3 separate regions of the Mus musculus genome follow, and all the other regions are linked to region 1. A link is a contact called in public promoter capture Hi-C data. All regions are on one chromosome and are shown on one strand. The core of a region is the stretch at or near the end of the contact, and the rest is flanking DNA. Distances in the headings are between cores, read along the strand shown. Region 1 holds the start of Galnt2 (polypeptide N-acetylgalactosaminyltransferase 2). Region 2 holds the start of Trim67 (tripartite motif-containing 67). Region 3 holds the start of Gas8 (growth arrest specific 8).

What was found. Promoter capture Hi-C pulls out the DNA fragments that hold promoters and counts their contacts.
Region 2: a contact with region 1 is called in a promoter capture Hi-C map of liver, with 2.6 times the contacts expected there. The contact joins the promoter of Trim67 here to the promoter of Galnt2 in region 1. A contact is called at or near these places in 1 of 39 promoter capture datasets (liver) and 1 of 484 Hi-C or Micro-C datasets (embryonic stem cells).
Region 3: a promoter capture Hi-C map of liver shows a contact between it and region 1, with 2.3 times the contacts expected there. The contact joins the promoter of Gas8 here to the promoter of Galnt2 in region 1. A contact is called at or near these places in 2 of 39 promoter capture datasets (hippocampal neurons and liver) and 1 of 115 datasets of contacts at active chromatin or transcription factors (bone marrow-derived macrophages).

Annotation. Positions count from the first base shown.
Region 1 is chr8:124,229,525-124,233,683 of GRCm38.p6, forward strand. Galnt2 (polypeptide N-acetylgalactosaminyltransferase 2) reads left to right here and starts at 1,870. Exons shown (of 16, transcript NM_139272.2): 1 at 1,870-2,125. The coding sequence starts at 2,003.
Region 2 is chr8:124,791,290-124,795,153 of GRCm38.p6, forward strand. It overlaps Trim67 (tripartite motif-containing 67), which reads left to right and starts at 1,730. Exons shown (of 10, transcript NM_198632.2): 1 at 1,730-3,616. The coding sequence starts at 2,612. Gm46059 (a long non-coding RNA gene) reads right to left here and starts at 1,098. Exons shown (of 3, transcript XR_001778718.2): 1 at 15-1,098.
Region 3 is chr8:123,516,908-123,520,739 of GRCm38.p6, forward strand. It overlaps Gas8 (growth arrest specific 8), which reads left to right and starts at 1,928. Exons shown (of 11, transcript NM_018855.2): 1 at 1,928-2,045; 2 at 3,697-3,783. The coding sequence starts at 2,043. It also overlaps a transcript of Dbndd1 not described here.

The DNA.
Region 1 (4,159 bases), core at 620-3,119:
GCTGAGCCATCGCTCCAGACTATAATTATTATTTCTTCTTCCCCCCTCCCTCCCCCTCCCCTTCCTCTTCTTCTTCCCCTTCTTCCCCTTCTTCCCCTTCTTCTTCTTCTTCTTCTTCTTCCTCTTCTTCTTCTTCTTCTTCTTCTTCTTCTTCTTCTTCTTCTTCTTCTTCTTCTTCTTCTTCCTCCTCCTCCTCCTCCTCCTCCTTGTTCTTCTGTCTCTATCTCTGTCTTTTTCTGTCTCTCTCTGTCTCTCTGTCTCTGTCTCTCTGTTTCTGTCTCTCTGTCTCTCATTTAGCAATCTTCCTGGCTCAACCTCCCGAATGCTGAGATTACAGGTGACACAACCACCATCAGTCAATGTGTGTGTGTGTGTGTGTGCTCGTGCCTGTGTGTGTGCATGTGTGTGTTGGGGAGCATAATCAGATGAAATGTTAGGATTCCTCTTCCACACTCAGCAATATGACTAACTTTCTGTTTTGCTTTTGTAGTAGCAGTTTTGCTGTCCTTTGACTTCTCAGATAGGAAGCATTTGGAGGCAGGGCTCCGGGTGGGGACTTTCTCTTCTGTCCTCTGCAGTTTTCAACAGATACTGATGCTGATGCTATGCTGGGGGAGGGGCCACTTGCTTGTCTCTTTCCTGCTCTTTGGGGTTTGTCCTGCTTCCTCTTCTTTCCCTTCACTCCCAGGCCTCTGAGGGGCAACAGTTGTTCCCACTTATCTGACTGTCCCCAAGACTCTTGGGTGTTTTCAAGCCTGTCATCTCTTCAGTATTTTACAAATCTCTTCCCTGGTCAGTACAGTGCTCGGATTCTAGTACTTGGAACGGAACTTCTTAGGGTATGAGAAACCTGTCTTCTGTGAAGGGTGTTTGCAGAATGGGGTGCCTGGTGGAATGGGGTGCCTGGTGGAATGGGATGTCTTCAGGAATGGGGTGTCTTCAGGAATGGGGTGTCTGGTGGAACTAAGAGGCTTTCCCTTCTCACTTCTGAGAAGTCTGAAGTTCAGGTGAGGCTCAGAATCCTGGTAGCCCAAGGCTTGCGGTGCTCTTTGTTCAGGATTGGGCAGACTGCCGCCCAGGGAGTTCCTTCCTCCTGCAGTGTGGGCAGATCTCAGAAATATTTGCAGGCTCTCAAGTACTGGAAATTCTTTTCCAGACACAGGGACTTAGAGTCACAAGGTCATGGACAAGGTTACAGTCACCAGAGCTGCTGTCAGGGAACTCGCTGCTGCCTGCTCTATTAAGTGGGTTACTATGCTCACCTCATTCCTTCAAGAAAGCAACCAATAAAAAACCGAAAAGATTTAAAAACATAAATTACCATCTATCTCCCCTCTTTTTCACGTTTATTTAAAACCACCACCATTCCATTTTGCTTTTAAGAGCAGGAAGGGTCATCCTTACAAGCAAGCGCCTTGAAATCTACCTTCCCTGTCTTAGTCTTGTTCAGACCACAGGGCAGTGCATTCCTGTTATCCCAGGACTCAGAAGTCTGATGCAAAAGGAGTGCTGCGAGATTGAGGCCAGCATGGGCTGGATGGTGAGTTCGAGGTCAGTCTGGATTATAGGATGAGACCTTATATTAAAAAAGAGAAAGCACAAATAAAAAATAAAAACCCAAGAACCCACTATTGCCCAAATAGTGAATGTGACGGATGGCGGGCCGGGGCGATCTCTGCAGACTGGCCCATTCCAAGTCTTTGGGGAACCGCGCGTCCGCGCCCGCTGCCTCCACCTGCCACTCCCGGGGGCGCGCAGTGGGCGGGGCGCCGCTGCCATGGAGACTCGGCTCCGCCCCCGCGCCCGCCCCTCAGCGTCGATTGGTCGCCCTTTGCTCCCTGACCCCGCCGCTGGGCCGCCGCTTCCTGCCGGGCGCCGAGCGCCGAGCGCCGAGCGCCGCCCGCCGAGCGCCGCGTCTTCCCGCGCCGCCGCCCCGAGCTCCGCCCGCCGCGCGCTCCGCCCGCCGCGCCGCCAGGCTGCCCGGCGGCCGCCCAGAGCGAGGATGCGGCGGCGCTCGCGGATGCTGCTGTGCTTCGCGCTGCTCTGGGTCCTGGGCATCGCCTACTACATGTACTCGGGGGGCGGCTCCGCGCTGGCCGCGGGCGGGGGCGGCGCCGGCAGGAAGGTGAGTGCCGCGAGGCCTGTGCGCCGACCCGGGCCTGCAGCGGGGAGGCGCCGTGCACCGAGAGTGCTCCCCGGCTCGGGGCAGCAGATGTGGGGACCCTGGCCGGGACGCGCGCCTCAAGTTTTCTCCGGGCCCTCAGGCCAGCGGCGCGAGCTCCGGCCCTGTCCGGCTCACCCGCGGCTCTGGGTGCAGCGACTTGCCTCCCGCATGCGGGGCGCGGGCACCCGGAGCCACGTACCGCCCTGCGCCAGGATCTTGGAGGCTGTTATCTCGCTGGCGACACTGCGCTCCACTCCCTGTGCCGGGATCATAGGGACAACCCTTCCGCCGGACTCCCTGCCCCCTGCTCCGTACTCCGCCCAGATCACCCCGGAGCCCCACTCCCTGCTCCGGGATCTTGGGGATCGTTGTCACCCGAAACCCGGTGCTCCCCGAGCCACATTCCGCCCAACTGGAACCCGCGACCCTCTCGTCTTGCGCCCAGATCTTGGGGACCTTGGTCGGGCTGGAACCCTGGTGCTCCAGTGATCAGAGGCGTGATCCCTCCCTATCCTCCCCATCCAGCACCCCGGCAGTGAGGTCGTACCGTGGTTCTGTCAGACCTCCCGTTCTACTTGCTACACTGCCCACCTCGGCCCTTGGCCGCTCACGGCGGCGGGAACTACCTAGCCTTTTGCGCTTGCATTTCCTAACCCCAAGTCCGCATTTCCTAACCCCAAGTCCCTCCTCGGTGTGTGTCTCTGGTGGGTTCGGTAGTGAGGCCGGGAGTCTTAGAGCTTACAGGTTCTGATTCGGCAGTCATCTCGGCTTGGGTACCGAGTGGACACCGAGCGAGCGTGGGATCCTTGCCTTGGTTGGTGCTGTCTAGGCTGTTGTATTCTCTCCTGAGGGGTTTGTGGTGTTTTACTAGCTAACGAGCTTCGAAATATAGTTATCTTTTCCAAAGATTTGTAGCCCTCCTTACTTGATTTTGAGTAACAGTACACGACCAGAAAAGAATGGAGGTAGATCGCGGCTTAGGGAGATAGGGGGTAGAATCTTGAGTAGGATGGACTGCCCATGAGCAGCCGCCGACTTTACCCCTACTCAGACACTGAATGTCAAAGGCACATGGCTGATTCCCTTTTTCTCTGGCATCTTCAAGTTATTCCTAGCTGCAGGTACGGAGGGAGGAAGGAAGGGAGGGAGGAAGGTGGAAGTGTCTTTTTGACTCTGGGAGGGGTTCATGATTCGTTTTTTATTTTCAGTAACGAACATGGAAACAGTGTTTCCCTGTGCCTGGCTTGTGTGGGGTGGACACTGACTCTCATTAGCCCTGCTTTCTGAATGGTTGTTGTGCTGGGAGCCCCTGCTTGCTAGGGTTTAAGTCTAGCAAGCGTGGCTGGTGGCAGCAGCCAGGTTTTTGAGAACCATGGTGACTCTGAGCAAGTGTGGTGTGTACGGACTTTGCTTCCCCAGGAGACTTCCCTCGCCTTGGGAATACCCTGGCTGCTGACAATGCTTTTTCCTAGTCACACAAAGATGAAGTCCTGGATCAGCACAGGTATGTATGTAGAAAGGCACCTGTGGCATCAGCCTCCCAGGGATGTCACCCTACCTCTGGGGGTGTCTGTTGGCAAGCAGTTGGCTTGTCTCCTCATTAAAGTTCTCTGGATGCCTAAGAGGTATTAGCTTTAGGTGTGAAGAAAGCCCAAGACCTCTTTGTGATCCGATGGAGACCCTATAGAAAGAGCAGATCAATGACCTGGGGTTCTGTTGTCAGTGAGCCATAAAATGTTGTCCTGGCTCAGGGTATCATGGTTTAGTGATCTGCAGGGCAAGGGAGTGCTGTGAAAACTGCAGATTTGGGGCTGGTGAGATGGCTCAGCAGGTAAGAGCACCGACTGCTCTTCCGAAGGTCCTGAGTCCAAATCCCAGCAACCAAATCCCACAACCATCTGTAACAAGACTGGATGCCCTCTTCTGGTGTGTCTGAAGACAGCTACAGTGTACTTACATATAGTAAATAAATAAATCTTAAAAAAGAAAACTGCA
Region 2 (3,864 bases), core at 480-2,979, 560 kb after region 1:
ATTTACTTACTTACTTATTGATACAGGGTTTCTCTGTATACCCTGGTTCTCCTGGAACTCGCTCTGTAGACCAGGCTGGCCTCTAACTCAGAGATTCACCTGCCTCTGACTCCTGAGTGCTTGGATTAAAGGCGTGCACCACCACCTTCCAGCTTCTTGAAGAGCTTTCAATAACCCAAGTTGTGACTCTCCTAGACCTTAGGATCAATAGTGACTTTCTGAAGAATTTCTTTTTTTCAGTGTATTGCTGGCAGGACCAGGTGACTGAAGCTTCATCTACAGAGAGTGGATTAGGACAGTTGCCGCCTCCATACCCACCCCCACCCCCACCGTGCAGCACTGCTTCCTGAAGCAGGGCTAATTGGGATGTCCGGTTTAGCAGGAGCCTACCCTTAAACATGGAGCCAGACTTCTGTAAGCCATTCAGCTGAACTGAGATGCATAGAAAGTAGTCCAGAGCATTTACTGTAACAATTTGGCACGGACACATATATATATTGTTATAGTATTTTCCAGACTGGACAGGTGGAAGCAAGCTGCAGGACCCCGGAAGTCCTGTAAAGATATGGGCTTCACTGGGGTGCTTTGCAATGGCTTTCCTGGTGACCTCCCTTCCACCAGAGGTTCTATCCCTTAGGCACAGAGCCAGGCCAAGGCAGCTGCCTCATTAGTCTGTGGCTTCATTTCTCTCCTCCTGCTATCTTTCCAAATGCTGACAGTGGCTGGGGCCCTGCATTCCTTCAGCAGGAGTCTGCGCCACGGTTGCTGTTTTTTTTTTTTTGTTTGTTTCAGTTCAGCAGAGTCTTACTATGTAACACCCAGACTAGCTTGGAAATTACTATGTAGCCCAAGCTGGCCTTGAACTCATAGCAATCCTTCTGCCTAGGCCTCCCAAGTGCTAGAATTACAAGCACGAGCCAGCACGCTGACTGACACATCCTTTCTAAATCGACAATTTCCTTGTCTGTTCCAAGCCAGCTTGAATCGCACAGGAAGAGAGGGCCGCGTGGTGCGCATTTCGCTCCACGCGCTCTTCCCTTCCAGGGCTCGCCCTTAGCTCTATGCCCAGCGCGTACTTCCTTTCTCTGGGCAGCCGGCACTACCCAGCGCAGAACAGCGGGCAGACGGCAGCCAGGCGCGCGGGCGGCGACGTTGCAGGAAGCTCCCATTCATAAAGAGAACACCTGCTCGCTGCCTCCCGCCTCTCCGCACTCGCGAGCAGCCTGGGGAGGTTGTATTTGGCAACCTTCACCGTGTCCTCGCCAAGTCCTCCGGCCCTCATCTTCCACGACTAGCCCCAGTAGAACCAAGGAGACAAAAAAAAAAAAAAAAAAAGGCTTGTAAAAAGATGCATAAATCAAACCTCGCCCTTTGGCGCGAGGCTGTCCGACATTTTGTGCCTTGAAAGCTTTTTGCGGGGAGGAAATAGATTTAGGAACCGACTGTCGCGCTGTGTTGCGAGGCCTTTTTCAAGCGACTGGCCTTTTAGGGACCGCTGTTTACGCTTTCATGGTGGCGAGGAGTGGGCAGGGCGGGAGCTGGCCAGGGTTGCTCTGGCAAGCTGGGCGGGGCGCCGTGCTAATTCACCGTGCAGTCTCCATCCGTAACGGAGCAGTTCTCCACAATGATCCTCCCCACGAAGCCCTCCGACCCGCCCCTGACTGCCAGCCGCGAGAGGCGAGCCCTCATTCGCTGAGCTGACGCCTGGCTCCCCGCCCCCCGCCCCGTTACTCTCGCTCTGGAAATTACAACTCCTGGGCGCGCGGCACGGCGGGCGGGCGGGCGCGGGAGGCGGTGGGGCCGGGAGGGGGATTCCCGAGCCAGCGGGTGCTCGCCCCCCACCCGCCGCTGCAGCGTGGCGCGGCCAAGGTCAGGGGCGCTGCAGGAACCGGAGCCGGCGAGGCCAGCCTGGGACGCTGCTCAATACCGGCCTACGAGGAGGCAGCTCAGAGAGCAGCGGCCCGAGCAGCGGTACGGCGACGGTCTCCGGGCCGGGGGATGCCGAGGTGGCCGCGGCTGCACAGCAGCCTGGCGGAGGATGCGCGCGGGAGGGGGGACGGGCGCGGACTCCGGGCCCATCCTCTCGCGGGCGCTGTCCGCCGTCTGGTGGTGCTGAACCAGCCCTGGCCCCGCCACTCGGGCACTGGCCAAGAGCTGGGTAGGGGCGGGGCGCTCGCAGAAAGAAGACTCGGGGCAGCGGCGCTGCGGAGTCGGGCTCAGTAGCCTTGCTGGCTCACAGCAGCGGGTCACTGGTCCTTCGTGGAGTGGAGGCACGAGGTACCCCGGACGGCGCTACTGCTGCCTATTCAACACCTGGACAACCTCGGAGGCCACCGCGAGGGCTCCCCGCCACCTTCAGACGGCTGCCTCCGGTGAGGGAGCCTCGCCTTCAGGAGGTGAGGACCCCTCCTTTCTCTGGCGGCCAAGCGTCTTAGGGCGGTGGCCTGAGGACAGAGAGGGGGCGTGCCACCCTCGGGTGAAGACAGCATGCCCGTGAAATACCCCCGCCTCCTGACTCAAGAGCGCTGACATCGCCAGCCCAGCTGCGCTTGTCTTCGGAGCCTTGACCATTCTTGGCTGGTCCCGAGCGGCTCTGGCCGCGGGCGCGGCGATGGAGGAGGAGCTGAAGTGCCCAGTGTGCGGATCCCTGTTCCGGGAACCCATCATCCTGCCCTGCTCTCACAATGTCTGCTTGCCGTGCGCCCGCACTATCGCGGTTCAGACCCCGGACGGCGAGCAGCACCTGCCCCCGCCGCTCCTTCTTTCGCGAGGTGCCGCCGCCGCCGCAACCCCTCCGGATCAGGACGCAGCCGCCGGCGCGACCAGCGGAGGCGCGGGAGCTAACACAGCCGGAGGCCTAGGCGGCGGGGCGACCGGTGGCGGAGACCACGCGGACAAGCTGAGCTTGTACAGCGAGACTGACAGCGGCTATGGCTCCTACACCCCCAGCCTCAAGTCCCCCAATGGAGTCCGCGTGCTGCCCATGGTGCCTGCGCCCCCGGGCTCTTCGGCCGCCGCGGCCCGAGGCGCCGCCTGCTCCTCGCTCTGCTCGTCCTCCAGCTCCATCACCTGCCCGCAGTGCCACCGCAGCGCCTCCTTGGATCACCGCGGCCTGCGAGGCTTCCAGCGCAACCGGCTACTGGAGGGCATTGTGCAGCGGTACCAGCAGGGCCGTGGGGTTGTTCCGGGGGCGGCTGCAGCCCCGGCGGTGGCCATCTGCCAGCTGTGCGACCGCACCCCACCGGAGCCGGCAGCCACTCTCTGCGAGCAATGCGACGTGCTCTATTGCGCCACCTGCCAGCTCAAGTGCCACCCGTCCCGGGGCCCCTTCGCTAAGCATCGGCTAGTTCAGCCACCGCCGCCGCCCACACCCCCAGAGGCTACCCCTGCTGTTACAGGCACTTCCACTGCCTCCAGCGCAGGAGGATGCAGGAGCCCAGGGGGTGCCGGGGCCAGCGCGCCGCGAAAGTTCCCCACATGTCCCGAGCACGAGATGGAGAACTACAGCATGTACTGCGTGAGCTGTCGGAGCCCTGTGTGCTACATGTGCCTGGAGGAAGGCAGGCACAGCAAGCACGAGGTGAAGCCGCTGGGGGCAACGTGGAAGCAGCACAAGGTGAGCGTCGGCTGTGCGGAACGCCAGCCAGGGTGGAAGAAAAGAGATTCTCTGAACCCCTTCTTGGTGGGCTTGAGGGCCAAACAGGAATCACTCCATCCATCCATCCATCCATCCATCCATCCAATCCATTCGTCCGTCCGTCCGTCCACACACACACACACACACACACACACACATCCGTCCTTCCATCTACCCACATGTTCATCATTCCATCGATCTATGTATGCATGCATCCATCTATCCAT
Region 3 (3,832 bases), core at 678-3,177, 710 kb before region 1:
CCTGGCTGAGTCAGTGCTCGGTCCTTGGTCATTCCTTTCCTCCCTGGGACAAAACCAGGGTTATAAGGTTAGCTTAGGGGGAGGGGGAGGGCTGGAGAGATGGCTCAGCGGTTAAGAGCACTAAGTTCAAATCCCAGCAACCACATGGTGGCTCACAACCATCCCTAATGAGATCTGATGCCTTCTTCTGGGGTGTCTGAAGACAGCTACAGTGTACTTAAAATAAATAAATCTTAAAAAAAAAAAAAAGAAAAAGAGGGTTGGGCATAGGCCACTATTAGGTACCTGGGACATTAGCAGGCTGTGCTTTCCAAAATAGTAAAGCAGTTAAAATGTCAGGGAGCCAATCATGGTGCTACACACCTGTCCCAAATGCTTCACAGGTGGAGGCAGGAGGAGCAGTTCATGTTCATCTCTGATCTTGCTGATGGTCTGGCTTTGAGGTCAGCCTTGGCTACATGGACTCCGCCTCAACAAACAAGCCAAAACTGCTGGAACCATTTCTTCCAGAACCGTACCATCAGGATCTTTTAGCTGCAGTGCTGTTGGAGCCTGTGACTGCACTGGCTAGTAGAGTGTGGGAGATGTGAGACAGTGCAACTCCCAAGGCTAGGTCTTTAGGAAAGAAATCCAGCTTTCTTGGAAGGCTCCCGTAAAAAACAGGCTACCCGGAGTCCACCTGTGTATGTTCCGGCTGACAATCTGAGCTCTCGGCTGACAGCATTCGACAGCTGACCTAACTGTGCTCAGGTGCTTCTAGGTGCTGCTTTTGAGTTTCCCAGGCGAGTGGGGCTCGCCTTAAAGTTCACTGACAGCAAACAGCGTGGCGGCTATGTTGGACTTTTGTTAAGATTTACTACAAATAAGCCACTGTTAGAATGCTCACAAGGATCCGGTGTTGTTCTTCCAGCGGGCCATTCTTCAAGAATCTGGGAGAGGGGACACTGGGAGGTTGGGTTAGCAAACAGGGGAGTCTCATTGCTAGGAGCCTCAGATCCCCACCACTGAGCAATCTTTCTCTCCTGCTGCATCCACTTATGGGTGTGGAATCTTCATCCTCAGAGCAGGCAGAGGAGCATAACCTGCTGTCCCTTCTGTTTCTGTTTTACCCTGTCCTGCTAAGCCACTTTGTTGTTGTTTTGCTTTTGTTTTGTTTCTCTTTCTTTTTATGTATGTGCATACACTGCAGCTGTACAGATGGTTGTGAGCCTTTATGTGGTTGTTATGCAGGGTGCAGCCCTGCTCCAAGCAACTCCAATCAACTCGCTTATTTATTATTATAAATAAATACACTGTAGCTGACTTCAGACGCATCAGAAGAGGGCGTCAGGTCTCATTATGGGTGGTTCTACCTTCAGAAGAGCAGTCAGTGCTCTTACCCGCTGAGCCATCTCTCCAGCATTTTTTTCTTTTTTTTTTTTTTTTTTTTTTTTTTTTTTTTGAGACAGGGTTTTTGGTATGTAGCCCAGGCTAGCTTCCAACGCATGCAGTCTTCCTCTCAGCTTCCCCAGTGGTCGCAGGCATAACACCCTTAGCGTTTTTCTTTCTGGAAGCCCAGCTTTACACGTTCAGTCTCATCAGAGCAGCATGTGGAAGGAATTTTCACAAGCAGGGCAAGGTGGATGGGCCGCAGGAGCGGGCTCTTAGCTCAATATTTGCATCCAATTTGGGAACTTGGCTTGGGAGGCAGATTAATCATTCAGACTTTTCTCTTTATCCGTTCCTCCTTGTGAGCGCCCGCCATGTAGACTCTGGAGAACCCGAGGAACCACAATAGGTTTCTTCTGTAGCCCAAGTTGTAGTGGGAGAGAGACCAGCAATACACCGAGGGCAACACTAGCTCTTCTGGCGCGTTGTTAGGGACGCACTCCCGGTTGCCCAGGTCCCTTAGGGCGGGGGTGGGTGGGAGGGGAGAACTGGAGGATAGTCTCGCGAGGATTTGAGAACCAGCACGGGATCTAGTCGGAGTTGCCAGGAGACCGCGCAGCCTCCTCTGACCAGCGCCCATCCCGGATTAGTGGAAGTGCTGGACTGCTGGCACCATGGTGAGTCGGCCTGTGCTCGGAGTGTCCAGTGCACAGAGAACCTGGGAGGCTTTCGTGCAGAAATGTGGAGAGGGTCGGGTCCCCGGGACTGGGAGGGCCTGCAATTTTGGATTACTAGAATGGAGAGCTGGGCGCAGTTCTTCCGTGTGGTCCCGGTTGGGGAGGCCAGGAGGCCGGGGCCTGCATTCAGGTTCTCTGGGATGATCATCACACTGGCTAGACTGAGAGTCCAGTGTGCAAGGCGTCCAGAAATCAGAAGCTGAGTCCGTCAGATCCTTGGGACCAGTACTTAAGGGCTCAGGGGTCAATTAAGTGTCCACAGGGCGCAGAATCCGGCACAGGAGAAACCCCGAGAACTCGGAGGTGGAAAACCTAGCGTGTACCATGTGGCCGGAGGCCTCCCTACCAAGGGCAGAGTGTCATGGAGTGACCAGGGATACACACCTTGGGTATCTCAGGCTCCTGAGAAGAAGAAGGCCGAAGCCCCCTGTCTCCTTTATTTTTCTCACATAATGCCCCGCCCCACCCAGGAGATAGATGCTGTCAGTAGTGCAGTGTCTTGGCAGATGTGCTAGGGCATGGGTCATTAGCTGGTGGGGTGGCATCTTCCTGCGTCTGCCTGCCTGGAACTATGGCCGATATTAACTGCTGCTTAATCTTCCCGCCAAGCATTTATGGCCTTGTCAAGGCTGCTAGAATAAAGCAGGCCCTGTGAGCAGTGTCTGCTGGGAACATCTGCAGACAGACACAGTGTGTGCGGTGTGCTCAAGACCAGAGTTCCCTGAAGTGGGTTCATAATGGCAGACACGAGTCAGGAAGCCTCAGATTCGGTCATTGCTGTGAGGTCTCTCCAAAAGGCTTATTCTCGGTCCTTGCTGATGAGGGTCTTCTGTGTCTCTGTGGTGGCTATGAAGCGTGGTTGCCAGTATACTTGTGGGGTGGGGCGGGTGTGTGTGTGTGTGTATCCCTCCTTTTTAAAGCCCAGATAAGTTTTTCTTTTTATCTTTTAGGTTTCCACACTACCTCCTCAAATGCTGCCTTTCCCAAAACACCCCTTCTCCACCCCCCCATAAGTTTTTCTTTTTTTTTTTTTAATGTAAGATTTGTTTTATATATGTGAGTACACTGCTGCTGTCCTCCAACACACCAGAAGAGGGCATCAGACCCCATTACAGATGGTTGTGAGCCACCATGTGGTTGCTGGGAATTGAACTCAGGACCTCTGGAAGAGCAGTCAGTGCTCTTAACCTCTGAGCCATCTCTCCAAAAGAATGTTTTTAACCGTAACAAAGAAATTCTTGTCCTACATCCAGGAGTGAATGGGTTTGAAGTGTTTTCTTTCTCCTTCCCTTCCCCCTTAGTGCTTCTCCAAATGAGATCTCTCTCCCTCCCCACCTCTGGTATATTAATGGGGGGGAGGGATCAGTATAATGATACCCCCTAGGTAAATGTTCCAGTCAGCACTGTGTGAACAGTCAAGGTCAAGATTCTAAACAGGCATTCCTTCCCCTTATGCCTGTGTGAACCGAGTCAGTCAAAGAGGGACACCCTGAGGTAGAGCTGACCATGTGAGCAGTCAGTCCATCAAGGAGGGACACCCTGAGATAGAGTTGTCCTGTACTTAACTCAGTCCTCTCTTCTTCACACAAAGGCACCCAAAAAGAAAGGGAAGAAGGGGAAAGCCAAAGGGACCGCGATTGTTGATGGCGTCGCACCAGAGGACATGACCAAGGAGCAGGTGAGCACAGCCCTTGGAGCCTGGCTCAAGGGTGGGGTAGGCACCGCTG